Regions from separate parts of the Mus musculus genome. Here regions 2 and 3 are each linked to region 1. Evidence: chromatin contacts called from public HiChIP or PLAC-seq and capture Hi-C data. All regions are on one chromosome and are shown on one strand. The core of a region is the stretch at or near the end of the contact, and the rest is flanking DNA. Distances in the headings are between cores, read along the strand shown.

Region 1 (3,721 bases), core at 561-3,060:
TGCAGAGATGGCTCAGTGGTTAAGAGCACTGACTGCTCTTGCAGAGGACCCAGGTTCTGCTCCCAGCACCCACAGGGTAACTCACAACCATCCGACAGCACTCTCAGGGTGCACATATGTACATGCAGGTAAAACACACACACACACACACACACACACACACACAAAGTAAATAGAATGTAAAATATAAATTAAATGGGACTGCTAGAAGTGCCTGCTTCTACCCATGTATTTTAGGTGATTGCTGGGCCACTCAGTCCAGAGTCAGGCAGCAAGCAGCAGCCATCACATTGCTGCCAGGCTGTCTACCATGACCTTACTTTGTGGGAGGCAATGTTTTGAGAACTTTACCCATAGTCGGGTATGGCGGTGGCGAATGCCTTTAATCCCAGCACTTGGAAAGAAGAGACAGGAGGATCCCCGAGTTCACAACCAGGGCTATACACAGAAACCCTGTCTCAACAAAACAAAACAAAACAAAACAAAACAAAACAAAACAAAACAAAACAAAACAAAACAAAACAAAACAAAACAACCACTTTACCCATCTGGCACCTTTGCTCTTCCCATTTCTAGAGGGTGGAGACCACCCATCATCGTCCCTGATACACTAATGCATACAGATGTAGCAGCTTGCTCATGCTTTGATGGAAAGCCTCCCATTTCAGGCCCAACTGCCATGGGGAATGTGTAGCCATTAGGTTCTCCTCCACCATTTCTCCTGTGCCATTACAAGGGCTGGATTGGGAATTCAGGACCCAGGGTTACTCGGACAATTTCATTCCCACGTTGAATGTGCTGGCCTGCCATCCTCCCTCCCAGAGGTCACAAACATTTGAGCAACGGAAGCTAGTCACACCACCATGGTCTCATTTTGACCGATTCATGAATAGAGAGGCCTGTGGTCACCTTCCTGGTGAGCGGTAGTAGCCACCAGTGTGGGGGAGTCAGCCTGTTGCTCTCCTGTCTGCTCACACAGAAATGCCTGAGCAGGCTCCAGCTACCCGCCCCCCCCCCACGCCCCTCTGAGAGCCTCCACACCCCGTCCTGCAGCCACACGCCCTCATTTTTCCTGAGTCTGACTGTGTTTGTGACTCTTGGTCACCTGGGGAGTGATCTTCACTCCTGAGGGTGGAGCTGTGTCACCCCTTCAGTATGACTAGGGTTTCTGTTTCTCTTACTGCCAACCTAAGGCTGAGAAAATGACACCCAGGGCCGGCCCTGTTCCAAGACTGAACAAATCACTTCCTGGCTCTGTGTATGTTTCTACTTCTGAAAAATGGGCTTAATAATAGCTCACAGGGCCCTGGGGCACTGAGAAGATGACGGAGATAAAGGGGGTGTGGGCCACTAGAGCCTCCCTGTTTTGCGTACTTATCACCGCACCTGTCTGCCGCCACCCTGGCGGGCGCTAGAACACCCCTAAAGTCTGGGAAAGACCCCTTCCTGCATCTTGGGCCCTCCAGTGTCGCCTGGCCTATCTCTGCCCTCACTGTTCCTGTATTGGGGACGCTGGTCGGCTGGTACAGGGTAGACGCTCTATAAATACCTGTTGACTCATAGACTCCGCAGGTTCTTTCTCCTTTTCCCTCCCTACTTTCTGGTCCAAGGGACACCGCACTAATCCCCTTGAGCCCACTTCGCCCCTGCCTCTCCCGATTCACCAACCTCTCAGCCAAGCTGCCACCTTCCCGGGGGTCCAGGCCTCCACGGGCTCCATCCTGAGCTCTGCCCGTAGCGTCCAGCCCCTGCAGGAATTTCCGCTCCCAGTCCGAGCCCGAGCCCGGAGGCCGCGGGGCTGGGCCAGAGCAGGCAGGGCGGGGCCGCTGCATACCTGGGCCCACGTGGCCAACCAGGTAAGGCAGTGCCACTGCCATTGGTCCACCGCCTGTCTTCCTCCTGCCCTGCCCCTCTGGCATCCTAGGGCTTTGGCAACTAGGCAGTTGGACTCCTGGGCTGGCGCCAAGGGGTGTGTGACTCAGGCAGTCCGGAACTGGCATGGGATTCAACTCAAAACTGGCCTCACCAAGGAGGGAGGATCCCTATAAGTTTGACGTTAGCCGAATCTACATAGTGAGTTCCAGGCTAGCCAGAGCTGTGCATCGAGACTTTGTCTCAAATATCCACAAAACAAAAAACAAACTGGGCTCATATCCCAGCCGAGAGGACCCTGACCTCTCAGCACCCCACCCCCACCCCCAAAAAGAGTACTTGGTGAATGGTTGGCGCAGAAGCAAAGCGCAGGACTAGCCACTATCTACCCATCCCCGGGTCCCCGTGGTATCTATCTCATTATCGCCATCTGGAGTTGTTGCACAGACAGCTGACCTACTTTCAGTGCTCATTTCAGGGCATAACAGTCCTTGCTTCACGGGACATTTGCGAGCATCTGAACAAATGGTGGCTATAAGTGGCATCATCTCAGGATTCTGAAGGCTGAGGCAGGTGGATGGCTCACCTGGACTACAGAGCAAGCCCATTCCAAAACAAAACGAAACAGCAGAAACTGAGTAAATAAAAGCTGCACCGTGGACTCTGCCCCCTTTGACAACCTGTTGAGATTTAGAGGCCCTTTCTCAAAGTAAGACTTTAATCAATTCAGTTATTACTTATTTTAGGGCACAAAGGGCTTTTATTGGTTACCATAGTAAGTGAAGAGGAAGCACCCCAGCCATTCCCAAGACATTTGCAGATGTCAGCTGCCTCCTGAAAGCGCTTTTATTCTTTTTTTTTTGTTGTTTTTTTTTTTTTGTTTTTTTTTAAAGATTTATTTATTTATTATAAGTACACTGTAGCTGTCTTCAGACACTCCAGAAGAGGGCGCCAGATCTCATTACTGATGGTTGTGAGCCACCATGTGGTTGCTGGGATTTGAACTCTGGACCTTCGGAAGAGCAGTCGGGTGCTCTTACCCACTGAGCCATCTCACCAGCCCAGCTTTTATTCTTGCTACAATTTTTGAGTTGCTTTTCATTCTTGCTATGTTGCTCAGACTGCTCTACAACTCAGGGGTTCCAGTGATTTTCCTACTTTTGTTCCCCCCCCAAAAAAAATAGAGACCACAGTTTGCATCACAGAACCAGTTAGAATGATGCCTTTGTTTGTTTGTTTGTTTTTGTTTTGTTTTGGAGACAGGGTTTCTCTGTGTAGCCCTGGCTGTCCTGGAACTCACTTTGTAGAACAGGCTGGCTTCAAACCTGCCTCTGCCTCCCGAGTGCTGGGATTAAAGGCGTGGACCACCACGCCCGGCTTAGAATGATGCTCTTAAAAGCCCAAGCAACTGGGGCTGGGGAGATGGCCAACAGTTAAGAACAGGCAGAAAGAGAACCGGGTTCAATTCCTAGGACTCACATGTTGACTCACAACTGTCTGTAGCTCCAGTTCCAGGGGATCTGATGTCCTCTTCTGCCCACCTCATAAACTGCATGAACATGGCACAACACAGGCAAACACCCATACTCCCAAATCCTTTATTTAAAAAAAAAAAAAAAAAAAAGCAAAAAAGCACAGGGGCTGGAGAGATGGCTCAGCGGTTAAGAGCACTGACTGCTCTTCTGGGTCCTAAGTTTAAATCCCAGAACCCACATGGTGGCTCACAACCATCTGTAATGGGATCCGATGCCCTCTTCTGGTGTGTCTGAAGACAGCTACAGTATACTCATATATAATAAATAAATAAATAAATAAATAAATAAATAAATAAATAAATAAATAAATAAAT
Region 2 (3,721 bases), core at 417-2,916, 720 kb before region 1:
AGCGTCTCACGAATGTGCCCTAGAACAGGCCTTGCTAGGCTTAGAGTTTGCAGAAGTGCCACTGTACACAAGGTGGCTCATTTTCTGAATTCCAAAGGGGAATATGGTGTACCCCTTGTCCATCCTTGCCCCAGAAGGAAGTGTGATAGACTGTGGGAAGTTCTGCCACTGGGCCTTTGCTGGGAACTTGCCACAGGGATCTCTCCCAAACCTGTCATTTCCATGTGTGACCTTCTTTGTCCTCCCCAGTTGACAGAGGTACCTTTTAAAATTGTTTGTTTGTTTACTTATTTATTTACTTATTTATTTATTTATTGGTTTTTTTTGAGACAGGGTTTCTCTGTGTATCCCTGGCTGTCCTGGAACTCACTTTGTAGACCAGGCTGGCCTCAAACTCAGAAATCTGCCTGCCTCTGCCTCCCAAGTGCTGGGATTAAAGGTGTGTGCCACCATGCCCCTCATGGTTTTTTTTGTTTGTTTGTTTGTTTTTTTGAGATGGGGTCTCTCTACATAGTCCTGCCAATCCTGGAACTCACTCTGTAGACCAGGCTGGCCTGGAACTCACAGAGGTCCACCTTACTGCCTCCAAAGAGCTGGGATTAAAGGCATGTGCCACCACATCTGGCTAGAGAGGTCTATATCTACAGAGGGGACACTGGAAAATGGAAAGTGACTTGCTCCCATGTCAAACAGTTCAAAAAGAGCAAGAAAGACATCAGGGACTATGTTGGCTGTGGAGGCGCATGCCTGTGATCCCAGCACTCCATAGATAAGAGGAGCAAGTCTTCAAGGGCAGCCTTGGCTACATAGGGAGCTAGAGGCCAGCCTGGGGTACATGAGACTTTGTCTCAGAAAACTTGAACAATCTACGGCTGCACCCCTGGGAACATACCTGATCTAGGCTGATCTTGACTCGAAGCAGGACAGGATATGGCTGGTCTTCCCAGGATCTTGTATTGGAAGACCTAGGTAAGAGGAGCTGAAGAGAGAGTTCTGCCTCAGAGAGCACTGGCTGCTCTTCAAAGTTCCAAGGTCCCCAGTTCGACTCTCAAGTGCTCACATAACAGCTCACAACCCTCTGTAACTCCAGTTCCAGGGCATCCCATGCCCTCCTCTGCTCCCTTACCTGTGGGCACAAGGCACGCAAGTGGTGCATGGATGTACAAGCAGGCAAGACATTCATACATATAAAAACATTTAATGTAAAAAAAGAGAAACCTAAATAAGTGAATATGTAGACAGACAGATAGATAGACAAGAGATCATTGCCTAGCTATTCAAACAGTGAAGAATATTTACTAAGCAGTTGGTATGTGCCAGGCGCTGTACTAGGGAAACAAGACCAGACCTTACCCTCAAGGTCAGAGGCTAAAAGGAGGAGACAAAAGACAGGAAAGCAACAGTCTGCTGGGAACTATAATAAAGAGTCCAGAGAACTGTTCCACATGACAGAGCTAGGGACTCAGGGGCCCGGACGGCTTCCCAGGAGGCATGCATGCCCTTTAAGTAGGAGCTTTGCGGCCCGGTAGGCGCCCCATGGGCTCTCCGATACTTCCAGGACACTGGACTATAGAGCAGAGAGGGGACCTAAGCACTGTTGCCCGATGATGGCCCCTCTCAGGGCCTCACTCTCCTGGCTGGGCCGGAGCTGGGCGGGGCCTCGGCCAGGTGCGCGGCGGCGCTCGGCGGAGGCAGGAAGTGTGTCCCCAGCGGCGCCCCGTGCCGCGCTCCCGCGAGACGCTTACCTGCGACCCAGGTGAGTGCCGAGGGGGGCGGGGGAAGGGCCGAGCGGAGGCGGCTCACCTGGCTGGGCAGGTAAGGCCGGCGCGGGTCCGCGGGGGCGCGGGGCGGTGCAGCCCCGGGTGGGTGACCCTGGAGGCCGCGCCTGGACGGCGGCGGGGCGCGGGCCCTGCTCCTCGGGCCCCGACGTCCACTTCCGGGGTGCGCGGGGCCCGGCCGGAGCGGCCCGAACGGGCGCAGGGCTGGGCTGGGCTGGGCGGGCCGAGAGGCCCCTGGGGTGCTAGGACCCAGCACCGTGCGTGGAACAGCGTCGGGAGTCGCGGGCCACGGCGCTGGTGGCAAGCGAGGCGGTGCGCGCCCCGACGGCAACGCGAGCCCTGCCGCCTGGACGCGCGCGGCTCCTGCTTGCAGATGAGACAGTGGCTGGGGCTGTGCCAGGGGGGTGCACAGTACCCTGCGCCCGAGCTGAGCAGAGCTGAGCGCGGCTCGCTGACCATACGTTTGCCTGGACAGAGGCTGCTGCAGCCGGCTCGTCCTGGGGACACAGGGAGGAGGGCCCATGGAGAGCCCCCGAGTCTGTCTGTCTGTCCGTCTGTCTCTGTGTTTTGTGGGGACTGTCGGAAAGGCGAAGGCAGTGAGAAATCAGAGAATCCTGGGGCCATCAGACCTTGAGGCATCCTTGCGATGCCTTCGAACGCTGCCAAGTTAGAGAATGCCAAGAGTGTGTCTTCCCAGGCTTTTGCTAAACACGGAGCTCCACCCCCAACCCCCATACCTCCGTAGAGGGTTAGAAGGACATTAATCTCTCCTCTTTTGAGAGATGAGGTTTTCCATTTTTATTTTACGTCACATTGGTTTATTATTTACTTATATTTAAGTTAATTTAATATATATTTTGTTTTGCTTTTTGAGATAGGGTCTCATATGGCCCAGGCTAGGCCCAATATTCAGCCAAGGATGACTCTGAAGTCCTCATCATCTCATCGTGTCTTGTGCTGGAATTACAGACGTGGGCCACCTCACTACTCTAAGATGAACCTATTTAAAGATGAGGAAGCTGGGTCCAAGACTCTTGTCCCAGGCCAAAATTGAGGCAAAAATTGGTCCCACTAAATTAAGTGAGCAGTGTCACTGGGTTGTCAGGAGGGATGGACCAGGGACAATCGTGGGAAAAGGAAGGTGTAGATGGATGGTTTGAAGGGACGCTCATGCAAGGCACTATTCATACCACAAACAGGAAGGCTGACTGCTTGGTTGTTTAAGTTTCAGACAGGGTCTCTCTCTTGGGTAGCCCAGGCTGATCTTGAACTCAAAGAATCTGCCTGGCTCAGCCTTTCTAGTTCTGAAATTACCTGAGGGAGCCACCAAGAGCAGAGTACCTGGGGTGAAGAGCCTGGCCTGCCCCGCAGCAAATCTTGTTCCTTCCCAGCCTGCTGACTTACTTGATCTCTCCTCTCTGTTCTCTGAGCTTCCGATTCCTGAACTGTACAGTGACAGTAAATAATTCACGTGGCAGTTGTAAGGACTGAATAACGTGGAAGAGCTCTGGCTAGAGCCGGTTTCTAGCCCATTCACTGCCGTCTCCTCAGTGCTAAGCACAGTGCTGGCCCGTGGACAGTGTAATGAACAGTAGCAGTCCTAAGCCGTCGGTGGTGGGGAGAGAAACACTGACCCATGATACTCCTACAGACCCACAGACAATCATTGTGGGGGGTCCGAGGACAGATGGTAGGACTGTAGATGCAAGCCCTCCAGAGGTGCCAGCTCATGCTGGCAGCTTTAACTGGCCCTTTCCTCACAAGTCCACAGATGGGATGGGATAGTAGAGGAATCCTCTTGAGAACTTGGGCAAGGAGTGGGGGAGGGTCTGAGGACAGGCCAACTGGGTACAAAGAAGAGTGTGCTTGTGGGGGCCTGAGGCTATAGCTCTATTGATAGACACTTAGCGTGCATTAGACCCTGAGTTAGATCCCCAGCTATG
Region 3 (3,721 bases), core at 797-3,296, 570 kb before region 1:
GCAAACTCATACAAAAACCCAGTGCCATTCTGAGGCACAGAATGCACATCAAGGCATTTCTTTAAAAACACAATTTAATAGCAGTCACAGCTCTTACTGTGTTTAAGCAAGGAGAGGAAGAGCCCCGTCTTTCTTCTCTCACGTGGCTAACACCCTCTAAACTTTTAGGCTACACTTGCTTTCTGGAATTTTCTGATCCCACCAGACAGCCCTATATTCTCACTGCCTCATGCTCTGCCATCTTTATCTTCCTATCTGTTCCTTATGAGGACGGGGGCTTTGTCTCCTAACTCTATTATATCCCAGGACCCAGCATGTAAACAGACATCTGTTCTCCCAAGTGCACGAAGTAGCAAGGACAGGATAGAGAATCGTCAAGTTTTCTGACGCTAGAACTAAGATCACTGGTCCAAGCATTTCTCCCATCGTGTTTCTGGTTAGAAAGCAAGATGGCCCAGCGGGCAAAGGCACTTGCCACTACAGTGACCCATAGGCTGAAGATGAGAAGACACTCCCACAAAGTTGTTCTCTGTCCTCACTTAGGTGTGCCAAGGCGCACCTGTAGCTCCACACATATATACATAAACATATGCACATAAAATAGAATTAAAAAAAAAAAAAGCAAATGACAAAGTCACAGAAAGCATGGGAGAAAAGAAAAAATTCTCCGCCAAGGGAACAAGACTGGTTAATAGCGGTAGTACCCCATCCTCGGCACGAGGGGGCGCCTGCTGCTTACTTCATCACCAGGAGACCGGGAGAAAAGGAGGCCCCCTCACCTCCCAACTCCATGTCGGTTTATTTAGGACAATTCAGTTTAAAGTTAAGCCGCAGGAAACAGCATTTTCTGACTACCCACGATATCTCCAACACTGGATTCACTAAACCCAAATAAATGACAGAAACATGGACACCCAACTCAAACTCAATCAATCTCTCCCTCCCTCCCTCTCTTTTCCCTGGCCTCCAATCCGCACGCACAAAGGAGGCAGAGAGAGGAAAAGTACTGAATCCACCTCTGCATCTTGATTCTCAGTCCTTCCCTCTTTCAAACTCTGGCATCAGTGGCCACAGGAGATGCAACCCACACTCAAGTTAAACAAAGTAAAATCAAGACAGTCAATTATCTCTCTAGCTATTTTGCCAACACCCCTTTGAAAGAAGCCCCTTGCCAAATCAGACTCTTAACTGGCCGGATGCTTAGAACCAACCAGTTTCATTTTTCTTTAATTTACCCGTGAAATAGGCTCCAGAGATCTCATTAGACACCAGTAAGACTGTGTAATTACCATCGCCATTTTATGGATGTGAAAACTGAGGCTCACTGGAGCCAAGTGACACGCCCACCACTTAAAGCTCCTCACGCACTGCTTTCTAAAACCTATGTCCACAGTCAGGAGAGCTTTTTGCCATAAACAAAGGGTATGCATTCCTTGTCCAGCCAGGACATCCAAGGCTTAGCCCAGAACTTTCTCCAACTGTAGCACATGTTGTTGCTGGAAGCTTATGGTGATGGGCCCTAACTGGGAAAGATCTGTTGAACTGGAGTCCTGGATTTTCTGCGGAAGGCTAATACTCTCAAATGGGTGCTGCGTTATGACCCAGAGGCAACGTGGAGCGAGCCGCCTCCTTCTGCTAAGCCCTGCCATACTGGGAGCCCGTTCCAGCCTGCTCTTTTCGGACACAGTTCCTACCCAGGACGGGACAGTGACCCTCACCCCAAGGGAGCCACGGCCCAGGGCTTCGTCCCGGGGGAATCGCGGGGCCGGGCCAGGCAACGGGGCCGGAAGCAGACGAGGGCCGGAGGCTGCAAAGGAAGAGGCGGCGCCGGAGGCTGCTATGGCGGAGGGGCGGGGCTCCTCGCTTCTCTACAGCCTCCGCCTAATTTCTCTCGGCCTGCGTTTGACAGCTTCCCTCCCCGGAGGACTCCAGAGTTGCAGAGCTGGCGCCGGATCCTCCGCGCCCGCGCGTCCAGACCACCCCCGCGGAGCTCCAACTTCAGCGCCTCCATCCGGGTCCCGTCCGTGCCGCGCCTGCGCGCCGGCTCGGCCGACGGCGGCCCCGCCCCGCTCCTGCCCGGACTCGGAGCGCCCCGCCCCCCTCCTCGGCGGCCATGTTGACCCCAGCTAGGGCGGGGGCCGAGGCGGCGGCGGTGAGTCGCACCTTCCCGGCGTGGTGACACCTGAGGAGTAGGCCTCTTGACTCGCCAGCAGTTTGTGCGCGGGCGCTGCGCTCCCGGGTCGGGGCTCTCACCCCAGTCCCCTGCCGTGAGCAGCCTCTGACTTCCCGGTGTGAGCCGAGGCTGGACCCGGGCGCTGCCCCAGAGCCACGCGTTCTCTCGGTGTTCCGCCACCCCAGCTCAGCACAGGACCTGGCACACGATAGACAATATGAATAGGCAAAAGAAAGCCTTCTTGGGGTTTTTGTGGCAAGCAGCGGTACCCTGCAACTGGATGAGAAGAAAGTAGGGGAATTCCCCCTGCCTTTCCCCTCCTGGCAATGAAGGACCTCTGCCCTGCGACAGTCCTCTGTCCCACCTCAGATGACTGTATGGGACGAGGAAGGAAACCTCAGAGAACACCCCCGAGGATTCTCCCTCAAGCAGTTTCTGTCGCAGGAACTGGCGCCAAAAAAAAGAAAAAGAAAAAAAAAAAAAAAAAAAAAAAGGAAGCTAATTGAACAAAACCGCCTGTTGGGGAGGAGCGGCCAGTTGGTACCCCTGTAACTAACGGAAACTGTTAGAACAACTTTGCACCCGCCTTAGAGGAAACAGATAGTAAATCCTTCTCCGTTGGTAGATTTCTCGTTTCTCAGGATTCCAAAGCCTTGTGTGGTTTCAGTTATCTGTCCTCTCAAACGTAGCTTGGGTCTAGGTTAACCTCTGGCCACAGCCCTGGCTGAGGGAGGGGTTTATCTTCTGCAACAGCCACAAATGTGGGTGGGAACAAAGAGATGGGTCTCTATCTCTCCAAGCAAAAAAAAAAAACAAAAAAAACAAAAAAAACTAGCCTTCATCAGTTCGGTGGGGGCCAGAAGCTGTGTCTGTCTATCATCTCAGGCCCTGGGATGTCAACTGCCCCTTGGATGTTTGCGTGTAAGGTGGATAATGTATAATTTAATGACTGGTAAAGAGAAAACAGGAGTTTCCAAAGTCATTTTTCCTCCCCCCCCCGCCCCCCGAAAGCATTTGTTGCCAGTCCTGTGAGTGAAATGTCAGTGCCTCTCTAGGCACACTTGTGACTAGGGCCCGAGGTTGTGACTTGACTTTCTTACAGTCTTCGCAGCACCCTGACCTTAAAGAAACCATCCTTGCTTCGTGAATTCACAGGGGAAAATGGCATGCAAGCTCGAGGTTCTGTCTGTCCAATAAAGAATCCCTGCAGAATCTGCTTGTAAAAAAGGCAGGGGTCCTTTTGTGAGAAGTGAGAGTGTTTGTTGAAACACCCTTCCTTAGGAGGTAGAACTTTGACTAGATCTTCAGTCGCACTTGGCTGCAATCTCTCCTTCCTTCCCTTCCCTTCCCAGCCGCCCAACCCCCTTCTCTTCTGCTGTTTCCCGTTTCATTTTCTGGCTTCTTCTCCTACAGAAGAAAAAAAAAAAAAAAAAAAAGGAAACTGAATCTTGTGCTCTCAAAGCCCTGACACTCTGGCTTTTTGGACTGGAAGGTGGCAGGATGGGATGGGAGGGGTGTGTAGGGCTCCAAGGCTGTGAGAGGTGAGAG

Evidence for each region. HiChIP or PLAC-seq counts read pairs in DNA pulled down with a chosen protein or histone mark. Capture Hi-C pulls out chosen DNA fragments and counts their contacts.
Region 2: a contact with region 1 is called in a capture Hi-C map of macrophages, with 4 times the contacts expected there. The contact joins the promoter of Kdf1 here to the promoter of Cnksr1 in region 1. A contact is called at or near these places in 2 of 115 datasets of contacts at active chromatin or transcription factors (astrocytes and pancreatic cancer cells) and 2 of 9 other capture datasets (liver and macrophages).
Region 3: a FOXA1 HiChIP or PLAC-seq map of pancreatic cancer cells shows a contact between it and region 1. The contact joins the promoter of Pigv here to the promoter of Cnksr1 in region 1. A contact is called at or near these places in 2 of 115 datasets of contacts at active chromatin or transcription factors (memory CD8 T cells and pancreatic cancer cells).

The regions. Positions count from the first base shown.
Region 1 is chr4:134,236,589-134,240,309 of GRCm38.p6, forward strand. Cnksr1 (connector enhancer of kinase suppressor of Ras 1) reads right to left here and starts at 1,811. Exons shown (of 21, transcript NM_001081047.1): 1 at 1,669-1,811. The coding sequence starts at 1,720.
Region 2 is chr4:133,517,297-133,521,017 of GRCm38.p6, forward strand. Kdf1 (keratinocyte differentiation factor 1) reads left to right here and starts at 1,667. Exons shown (of 4, transcript NM_133707.2): 1 at 1,667-1,756. It overlaps Gm42323 (predicted gene, 42323), which reads right to left and starts at 2,562. Exons shown (of 3, transcript NM_001378703.1): 1 at 1,804-2,562; 2 at 893-965. The coding sequence starts at 2,513.
Region 3 is chr4:133,670,601-133,674,321 of GRCm38.p6, forward strand. It overlaps Pigv (phosphatidylinositol glycan anchor biosynthesis, class V), which reads right to left and starts at 2,047. Exons shown (of 4, transcript NM_178698.5): 1 at 1,719-2,047.